Linked DNA regions of Gossypium hirsutum: all the other regions are linked to region 1. Evidence: chromatin contacts called from public Hi-C data. All regions are on one chromosome and are shown on one strand. Each heading gives the region's core, a stretch centred on a gene start, on an enhancer-like site or on the middle of the called end of the contact. The rest is flanking DNA. Distances are from core to core; before and after follow the strand shown.

Region 1 (3,023 bases), core at 323-2,822:
TAAATAACAATGAAAAAGAAAAGAAAAAACTTAGGGACAAATTTTGCAATTCTGCTTTAAGAAAATTTGAGAAAATAAAAAATCAACACATTAAAAGAAAAAGCATAAGAATCCACCAAAGACACTACAAGTATACAACTATATATATATTTTGAAATAGAGACGACTGGGCTTTTATATATATAATGAACAGAAAAAATGGGCCACGGACCTGCCTAAGAAACAAAGAAAATAAAAGCCCTATCCGGAGCAAAGCTGAACAGGCAAGTTTCCTAAAAACAAAAATGAAACAGCTAAAGAAATATAAACCGACAACCTAATAGATGAATCTAGAAAAAGCAGCCTACTCTACCCCAGTCATTTCAACAACAGCTGTACTCCACATTACTATACGAATCGTTATTTCAGTCTTATCCAGCCTTTCAGTCGATAGCCTTGCCCAAAAAATAAACATTCATTGCTATCTTCATAACTCTTCCATTCCTCATCATCGTCTTCTAGTCTGGATCTCTTGCCCAACGACCTTCCGAAGGCGAGTCATGCAAATTCGGTTCTCCTTGTACCAGGTAAGAGGTGACTCCGCTCTCTAAAGCTTCTTTTGCAATCTGATGGGCACGTATATTATCTGATCGGGGGATATGCTTGAACTCTATTGTTTGAAAATGAATGCACCTCTTCTGAATATCTCGAATAATTACTTCTATGACTGATTTGTCTGTTTCTGTTGTTTGACACTTCCTGATTACTGTTATTGAATCCCCTCTGATTTGTAATTCACGAAAACCCAATAAAATCTCTAACCGAATTGCTTCCAATCCTGCATATGTTTCTGCCGCGAACGGAGATGGCACATTATTGTGAAGGACTGACTTTGATGCCAAAAGTTCATCAACACTCCGGAGGCAGATCTGGAAGTTCGCTTGTCGAACGCAGCGTCGAAATATATCTTAATCATTGGTAAGATTTCCATGCTTCTGTTTCTTCGAAATAAATCTGATGATTCTTGCTTAGTTCTTGCCTCATCTAGCTCAGCCTTGTAACTTAGAATGTTCTGTGCTAGTTGTCTTCCTATGATAAATATCCGTTCATGTACTAGCCGATTTCTGGAGTACCATATTAGCCATAGAGCATAGCAAAAGAGTCGACTCTGCTCCTTAGTTCCCTGCAGAAGTACCCAGGTAAGCCAATCCCGAAACTCAGGTATTGAGTTGTTGGTAACCCATGAAAGGTTTAACATCTGCCAAGCTTCTAAACTTGTAAGACATTGTCTAAATATGTGCGAGCAGTCTTTATCCCCCAAACAACCGCGGGGGCAGCAAGCATTTATGAGCACCCTTCTGCTCCTAAGGTTTACAAGTGTGGGCAAATAATTCCAAAAGATACGCCAAATTGTATTTGTGATTTTTGTAGGAAGTTGTAGGCTCCAAAGTTTGCTGTAAAAATTTTTTAATTCGATCTGTAATATAATGCTACTAGGATTTAGTGAAGAATCCTGTAATAGTTTATAGGCGCTCCGAATGGTGAATTCCCCAGATTGTTCCCCCTTCCAAACTTGACGGTCAGCATAGTTCATTTCAGCAAGAGGGATCTGTAATATTCACTGAACAACCTCATTCTGAAAGGTATTACATACTAACTCTACTTTCCACTTCGTACTCGAATTGTTAATAAGATCTGAGACTAATTCCAGCTCCTCGTTTTGTCTTGTTCTACCGATTAATTGTTTCAATCCCGGGGACCCAACAATCATTCCAAATGGATATCTCTCTCCCAGTTCCCACTCTCCAGCATAGCTCTCTATGGAGAAGTCCCTTCGAAGCCCAGATGCTCTTCTAGGTGAGAAAAGGTAGATTTCCTAACCTAGCCTCCATAAATTTTGACTGCGGATAGTATTTTGCCTTCAAAACCTTCGCTAATAATGAATTTGGATAATTAATCAATCGACAACCTTGATTTGCTAACAACACGATATTAAATTAGTTTAACTTTCGAAAACCTAAACCCCCACTCTCCTTCAAACTGCAAAGATCTTGCCAAGTGTACCAATGAATACCCCTCTTTCCTCTACCCTTTTGCCACCAAATTTTTACGAAAACACTCTCGATACCGTCACATAGAGTTCTCGGTAGTAGGAAACAGACCATTGTATAAGTTGGAATAGCTTGAAAAATAGCTTTAATAAAGACTTCTTTGCCTCCCTGTGATAAATATTTTGTACTCTATTTGTCAATATGCATTGTTATACGATCCTTCAAATTTTAGAAAGACTCTTTTTTCCTCCTACCTACCATATTTGGCAAGCTTAGGTATCGTTCCGGTTCCTCCGAACATCAAGCCCCCAGCAAGCTGGCAATTAATTGCTTATCCATTGACGACGTATTTTTGCTAAAGAAAACCATTGACTTCTCGAAATTAACCTTCTGACTCGAACAAGCTCTATATTTGCTTAAAATATCTTTAAAAAGATGTGCACCTCGAATTGTAGCCTCCCCAAACAAGATGCAATCGTCTGCAAATAATAAGTGTGAAATCGCTGGTCCACTCCTGCTGACCTTCACCCCTTTCAAACTTCCTTCCTGCATCGCTAGTCTCAACAAGCTCGATAGACCCTCCCCACATAAAAGAAATAAAAATGGGCTCAAAGGGTCACCCTGTCTAAGGCCCTTGGATGGTCGAAATTTTTCCCTAATGGATCCATTAATGACAATTGAATAAGAAACAGAAGAAATGCAATTCATAACCCCTTCAACCCATCTTGTAGCAAACCCCATACGAATCATCACTTCCTTCAAGAATCTCCATTCGACCTAGTCATACGCTTTACTCATGTCCAACTTCACTGCCATAAACCTTTTTTTTCCCTATCTTTTATGCTTAAGCGTATTAAGAATATCATAAGCTATCAGCACATTGTCTGAGATCAATCTTCCTGGCACAAATGCACTTTGTGCCTCATCAATACATTTCCTGATTACTCTTCGAAAACAATTAGCAATTGCCTTCGCCAATATTTTGTATAAAAC
Region 2 (3,023 bases), core at 334-2,833, 490 kb before region 1:
CTTTACGCACATGGGTTGCTCGGAGGTCTGGTGAAGCTGCCGTTTAGGCCTCATGGTAGGTAATTTCTTTTTCCCTGTACTTTTTTTGTGAAACTGTTTCGATGATAATTACAGGATTATGGGGTTAATTACTGTTTGATGTTATGCTAGTTTTGTAACAAAATGATGTTAAGTACTTTTTCATCATGCAAAATTATCTCTTGTTGAGGCGCACATGGCACAAAACATGGGCAGCAATTGTCGTGCGTTAGGAGCTGTCCATGGGGACAGTCTGGCTGATCTGGGTGTGTTCCAGTGTTTCTAGTCTCAAGTGACCATCACTTTCTTTGTATCTTTATGTCACGGTTCTTCTGTGTGACATAATATCGAGCACTTGTTTTGCCTTAGCTAGTTGCCTGCTCAAATGTATATAAGCTGTGGCCTACAACCAGGAATTATATGCCATTTTAATATGGTGGACACCACACTATCCTCATCCTCTAAAAAAATTCAAATTTAAATAACAAAAGGTTAAAATAGTTAAAAAGTTTCCAATCACCATGTATGATTTTTTTATTGATTTATAAAAAAAATAACAGAAAAAACATGAGGCTTAAATAAAAATATAGATTATATGGGTGAAAAATAAGTTTTATGAAAAATTTATATTAAAATAACAATAAGAATTTAGTTGAAATGGTAAAATTAAAAATTAAGAATCCTTTCATAGTTTAGGTCAATTGTTTTTTAAATAAACTTAATATAAAGGTAAGGAAATGCAACAAATATCCTACAATAATATTTATTAATTGTCTAAAATGTGATTTTTTTAAATATTTTTCCTGATCAAGTTGTTGAGTTGAGTTGAGATATTTAGTCACATATTTAAATAATAGTAACCATAGATATAGAAAACAGAATGTGAGAGAAAAATATTTTTTTATGTATGATGAAGCTTTGGATGACATGGTAAAATTAAAGATTTAAGATACTTATGTCTCGTTTGATTACTAGTGTAATTATATGAGCAAAACAAACTTAGTTATTATGCATGTATTATAATTGTTAGATATAAAATAAAGAATAACTAGTAAATTTAAATTTAAAATTTGAAAGATGGATGATAACTCTTGTAAAAATTAAGCGAAAATTTTTCCTCTCTTCGCTAAAAATAAATTATAGATGTGGCTAAATATTACCAATTGAATTAGTTTATTGCTAATTCATATACTAAAACATGTGTAAAAAAATAATATTTCTACTAGCAAACAAAGCACTAATAGGCTAGGTTTAAATCTCATCCTTTGTATTTTTTTTTAAATTTAAAATTTTTAATATAAATTCTATATTAATGAATAAAATACAAAAACACTATATGACAATGTCTATTAATTGTTTAAATTTGATTTTTTTTAATATTTGTTCTGATCAAGTTGGTTTTGAGTAAATTGAATTACATTTAAATAATAGTAAGTATAGATATATATCGGTGAAGTATAGTTTTATGAAAAAATACTTGAAATGGTTGATGATTTGTATATTTTTATTAAAATTAAATTAATTTTATATAAAATATTTATTAATTGTTTAAAAGGAGACGAAGGTGTTATTTGGAAGCAGTGAATGGCGTTGGACTTTGTTTTTCCCTTCGATTCCTTCTTCTTCCATGCGAAGAAACCACCTTTCTTATCCAAACTCCCTTTTCTTTACATTTAATATCAACCGTCTATTCAGATACAGAGTTAATATTGTATGTATTTATATTGACTCTGTGCTGATGATGAAAGTAATTTGTACAATGGCTCATCTTCTCCATCGCTTAGTAATTTTCACCATCTTAATAACCATGGCTGCCACCGTCACACCAATAACCCATCAACATTCAAAAGAAGCCTCTAAATTCTATAATTCTCCGGCTTGCCTTTCAATATCTGAACCCTATATTTTATGCTCCCATCAAGCGCTTCATTTGGCAATGACCATCGACAAAGCTTACATCAGGGGATCCATGGCCGCTATTCTTTCCGTACTTCAACACTCCTCTTGTCCCCACAACATTGCCTTCCATTTCCTCATCTCCGCCACCGCAAACGCCTCACTTTTACGCGCCACCATATCCTCCTCCTTCCCTTACCTCTACTTCAGACTCTACCCTTTTGATCACTCATCTGTTCCTCTTATTTCAACCTCAATCCGTTCAGCTTTAGATTGCCCTTTGAACTACGCTCGAATCTACTTAGCTTCTCTCCTTCCTTCATGCATCCACCGTGTTTTGTATCTTGACTCGGACCTGATTCTCGTTGACGACGTTGCTGAACTCGCCGCGATCCAACTCGGAGATAACTCAGTTTTGGCGGCAACAGAATATTGCAGTGCCAACTTCGTTTCTTACTTTACTCCCACGTTTTGGTCCAACCCTTGTTTATCCTTAACTTTTGCGAATCGTAAAGCTTGTTATTTCAACACAGGAGTAATGGTGATGGATCTTGATCGATGGAGAGAAGGGGATTACACGAGGAAGATAGAAGAATGGATGGAGATTCAAAAAAGAATGAGGATTTATGAGTTGGGTTCATTGCCGCCGTTTTTATTAGTTTTCGCCGGGAACATAGTTCCGGTGGATCACAGGTGGAATCAACATGGGCTTGGGGGTGATAACTTTGATGGTCTTTGCCGGGATTTGCATCCTGGCCCGGTTAGTGTTTTACATTGGAGTGGAAAAGGGAAGCCATGGGCGAGGCTTGATGCTAAAACACCCTGCCTTTTGGATGCTTTGTGGGCATCTTATGATCTCATGGATACTTCATTTGCTTTTGATTCTTGAATCGAATGCCAAAATTATGCTTCGGGTGTAAGTGTTTGTTGGCTAGGAAAGTGACGGAATCGTCGAGAAACGGTGGAGCTATAAAAGCTCTAAGCTGCAATAATGCCAGGGCGGAGCTTTAGCTATGTGTTTACAAACGATTGACGGATTAAATTAAATGTGAACCAAATTGATTTAATCCTCAACAGGTTTCAACTTTGATTATAGGAGTAACAAGGAT
Region 3 (3,023 bases), core at 328-2,827, 350 kb before region 1:
CGGGAAAAAAAACAAAAAATTAGTCGAAAAATTTTGACCTAAAAAACTGCAAAAAGAAACAGACGAGAGAAAAAGAGAAGAAGAACCTACTATTAAAATAATAGTGTCAGTTTTTTAAAACAGCAGAGAATTTTCCACAATCAAAAATATTTCCTGCAACAGTAAGAGAATTTTCCCCAACTGAATATTTTTTGCACTACCAACAGGAGATCTATCTAAAGAAGGAAGCAGACTGCTCACCTTAATGGGTTCAACCCAGAAGTCAAAGAAAATGGAAGAAAATAAAAAGAAAAACCCAAAAGTTGTAAGTTATTAGCTATGAAAAGTACAATTCATCTGCAGGCTGGTTTCCATCATTCTGAAATAAATGCTTTGCTATTATAGTTCATTTAGTTTTAAAATTCTGGGTCACTGAAGAAGCCAAAGGCATTATTGAGAAGTTAAAACTAAAGCAAACAAAAATTAGTAAAGATGATCGAATTGTTTGTACCAGAGAGAAGGATGGAGTTGGTGGAGCTGAGACTGAGACTGAGACTGAGCTGGAGTAGTGGACCCGTAGGGCAGGAGTCTCTTTTTAAGGACGTCTTAAAGGGCGAGCCTTTTTTGTTGTGGAGTGGATTAAGAACATAACAAATAGTTTAGAAAACATGGCACTTGGCAGTTAACATTTCCCACGTTTCAACTTCGGGGACAGCGCCGTTTGGTCTGGTTTCCACAACCCCATCATGTTTGGTCCGGATAAGGGACTAGAAGTGGGTGGCCGGTTCTGCTGTGAGCTTAAAAAAATAATAAATTACATCATCAGTCATTCAATTTTGATACAAATGATAAAATAATCACTTTAATTTTAATTGAATCACTTAATTTTCAAAAAATAATAAATCAATCATTAACATTATTAAAAAATGATAAATCAATTACCCATTAACATTTTTTGTCCTAGGCCAAAACCCAAGCCAAAACCCAAACCACAACTTCCAATTTATACCCTCATAACTACATTGTTATGTTGCCAAACCACAACTTTCAATCTTGCCAAAATCAGAAACAAATATTGCAACCTAACTGTAGAAATATCACAACCAGCTACCCAAATATGAATAAAAACATCCAAATATAAACATGTAAATTATGTCAATATCTATCCAAAAAGAAGTTTAAATAGAGACGTGGATATAAAAGAAATTTACCTGGACATGAAGGGTGGAGCGGATCCCAGGAGAAGGTTGAGGCAAGCACAAAATAGGGGTGCCCTCAGCATGGACAACAAGCCTTACACCAACACTCAATGGCCACCCATCTTAAGCTAAAGTGGAAAGGGTCCCTATAAAAAACATTTCCATTATGGTCTTGGAAACCTCAGCGGGAAATGACTTGTGGCTGGTTTTTGTTGGTGGGACTGAAACAGTGGAGAGCGAGGAGCATAATTTGAATGAGGGTTTGGGTTTTGCTTGAAGGAATTTGGGTTTTGGAGGGAAGGGTGGAAGGAAGTGTGTCGACAAGGATTGAGTTTGGATTTGGAGACTCATTTTCATTCCCCTTCGGATTTCCTTGCTAAGATAGATATGATATTAGATGTCTTCGCTGTGTTGGTATTTTTTGAGTGATAAAACAGAAGATTAGGTTATTAAATGTTAACAATAATAATAATAATAATAATAATAATAATAATAATAATAATGAGTACAAGAAAAAGAAATGGAAATGACCTCAAAATGAGATGAGATGGTGCATTTAGTTAAATATGGTGAAGGAAAGCTCTTGATCCTTCTCGTCACTGGAACTATTCTCTGTGAAGCTTGTCCACTGTCGTTACCGTGATCCACAACCTCATGCTGCTGTTGAACCACTCTATACTTTTTCTCTAATTCTCCTCCTCCTCCTCCTCCTCTTTTTTTTCATTCTTCTTCTTTGGTTCTTTTTCTTTTACTGCCCAACCCAGCTAGGGTTTTAAATTGGGGTCCTTTACACAGTAGGATGCCATGTTACTTTTCTGTTAGGTTTGTAATAAAAATGGTTAAAATGACTGATTTGTTATTTTTCAAAAGTTGAGTGGTTAAATTAAAATCAGAGTGGTTGTTTTGCCAACTGCATTAAAATTGAGTGACTGTTAGTGTAATTTACTCAGAAAGAAATTATGATAAACTTTTACCTATTGAATAGGTTTTTTTAGACACTATATCTATTGAACAGATTACAAGTTAATAATTTATATATTATCATAATTTTTGTTGTTTTTTATAATAATTAAGTAAATAAAATAAAATAAATTTATTAAGAGAACCAAACTTTATATCTCCTCATTTTTTTATACTATCTCATATTCTTTTAATATTCTCTCGTAAATTTTTTTACTTCAATTTTTTTTATATTTCATCATAATATTTTTTTGTATTCTATCATAATTTTTTATATTTCTTAGGATTTTTATATTCTTTTTTTTATATTATCTCATAATTTTTCATATTGTTTCAAAAAAAAAAGAATTTGGTACGATATATAGTTTTTGAGTAAAAAAATATTATTCTTAAATATAATGAAATTCTAATGAAATTTTTTTACGGAAAAAATTATAACTGTTAAATTTTAAATTTGTAATGCTAAATTTCGGTATTGAAAAATTATATTTGATGATACTTTTTTTAATGTGAAAAATTAAATAAATGAAAAAAAGTTACTAAAACAAACCAAAAATTGTTAACCTTCATAATTTTTGGTATCCCCTCAAGTTTTGTTGGTATTCCTTGGGTAAATTAACAATATATGCCAAATTTTTTATTTGGCCTTTTAGGTCATTTTTTTTTCAAATTTAGAGAAATAAGTCATTTTTAGAGAGAGAAAGGGAAAACATGCCCAGCTGGACGCGCTTTCCTCCTCTCTCTCCTAGGGTTAGGGTTTTTTATTTTGTTAGGTAGAGGGGTTTTGTTAAGGTTAGGATTTTTTAAGGGTTTAGGGTCAGAGTTTAGAGGTGAAACTGCAAAAATTTATAAGTAGATTTGAGGGGTCGAGAATGTGATAATGTG

Evidence for each region. Hi-C and Micro-C count contacts between places; a contact is called where the count stands out from the background.
Region 2: a Hi-C map of leaf shows a contact between it and region 1, with 2.6 times the contacts expected there. The contact joins the promoter of LOC107916600 here to the promoter of LOC121224376 in region 1. A contact is called at or near these places in 10 of 34 Hi-C or Micro-C datasets (callus, hypocotyl, leaf and 1 more).
Region 3: a Hi-C map of leaf shows a contact between it and region 1, with 2.7 times the contacts expected there. The contact joins the promoter of LOC107918032 here to the promoter of LOC121224376 in region 1. A contact is called at or near these places in 4 of 34 Hi-C or Micro-C datasets (callus, hypocotyl and leaf).

Annotation. Positions count from the first base shown.
Region 1 is chrA01:26,637,363-26,640,385 of Gossypium_hirsutum_v2.1, forward strand. LOC121224376 reads right to left here and starts at 1,573. Exons shown (of 2, transcript XM_041107641.1): 1 at 824-1,573; 2 at 433-566. The coding sequence starts at 1,573. The coding sequence ends at 498. LOC107918053 (a long non-coding RNA gene) reads left to right here and starts at 398. Exons shown (of 6, transcript XR_005922017.1): 1 at 398-566; 2 at 845-957; 3 at 1,061-1,178; 4 at 1,287-1,622; 5 at 1,775-1,846.
Region 2 is chrA01:26,145,322-26,148,344 of Gossypium_hirsutum_v2.1, forward strand. LOC107916600 (probable galacturonosyltransferase-like 1) reads left to right here and starts at 1,584. Exons shown (of 1, transcript XM_016845893.2): 1 at 1,584-2,981. The coding sequence starts at 1,646. The coding sequence ends at 2,803.
Region 3 is chrA01:26,290,952-26,293,974 of Gossypium_hirsutum_v2.1, forward strand. It overlaps LOC107918032 (B3 domain-containing protein REM16), which reads right to left and starts at 1,578. Exons shown (of 6, transcript XM_016847525.2): 1 at 1,191-1,578; 2 at 491-776.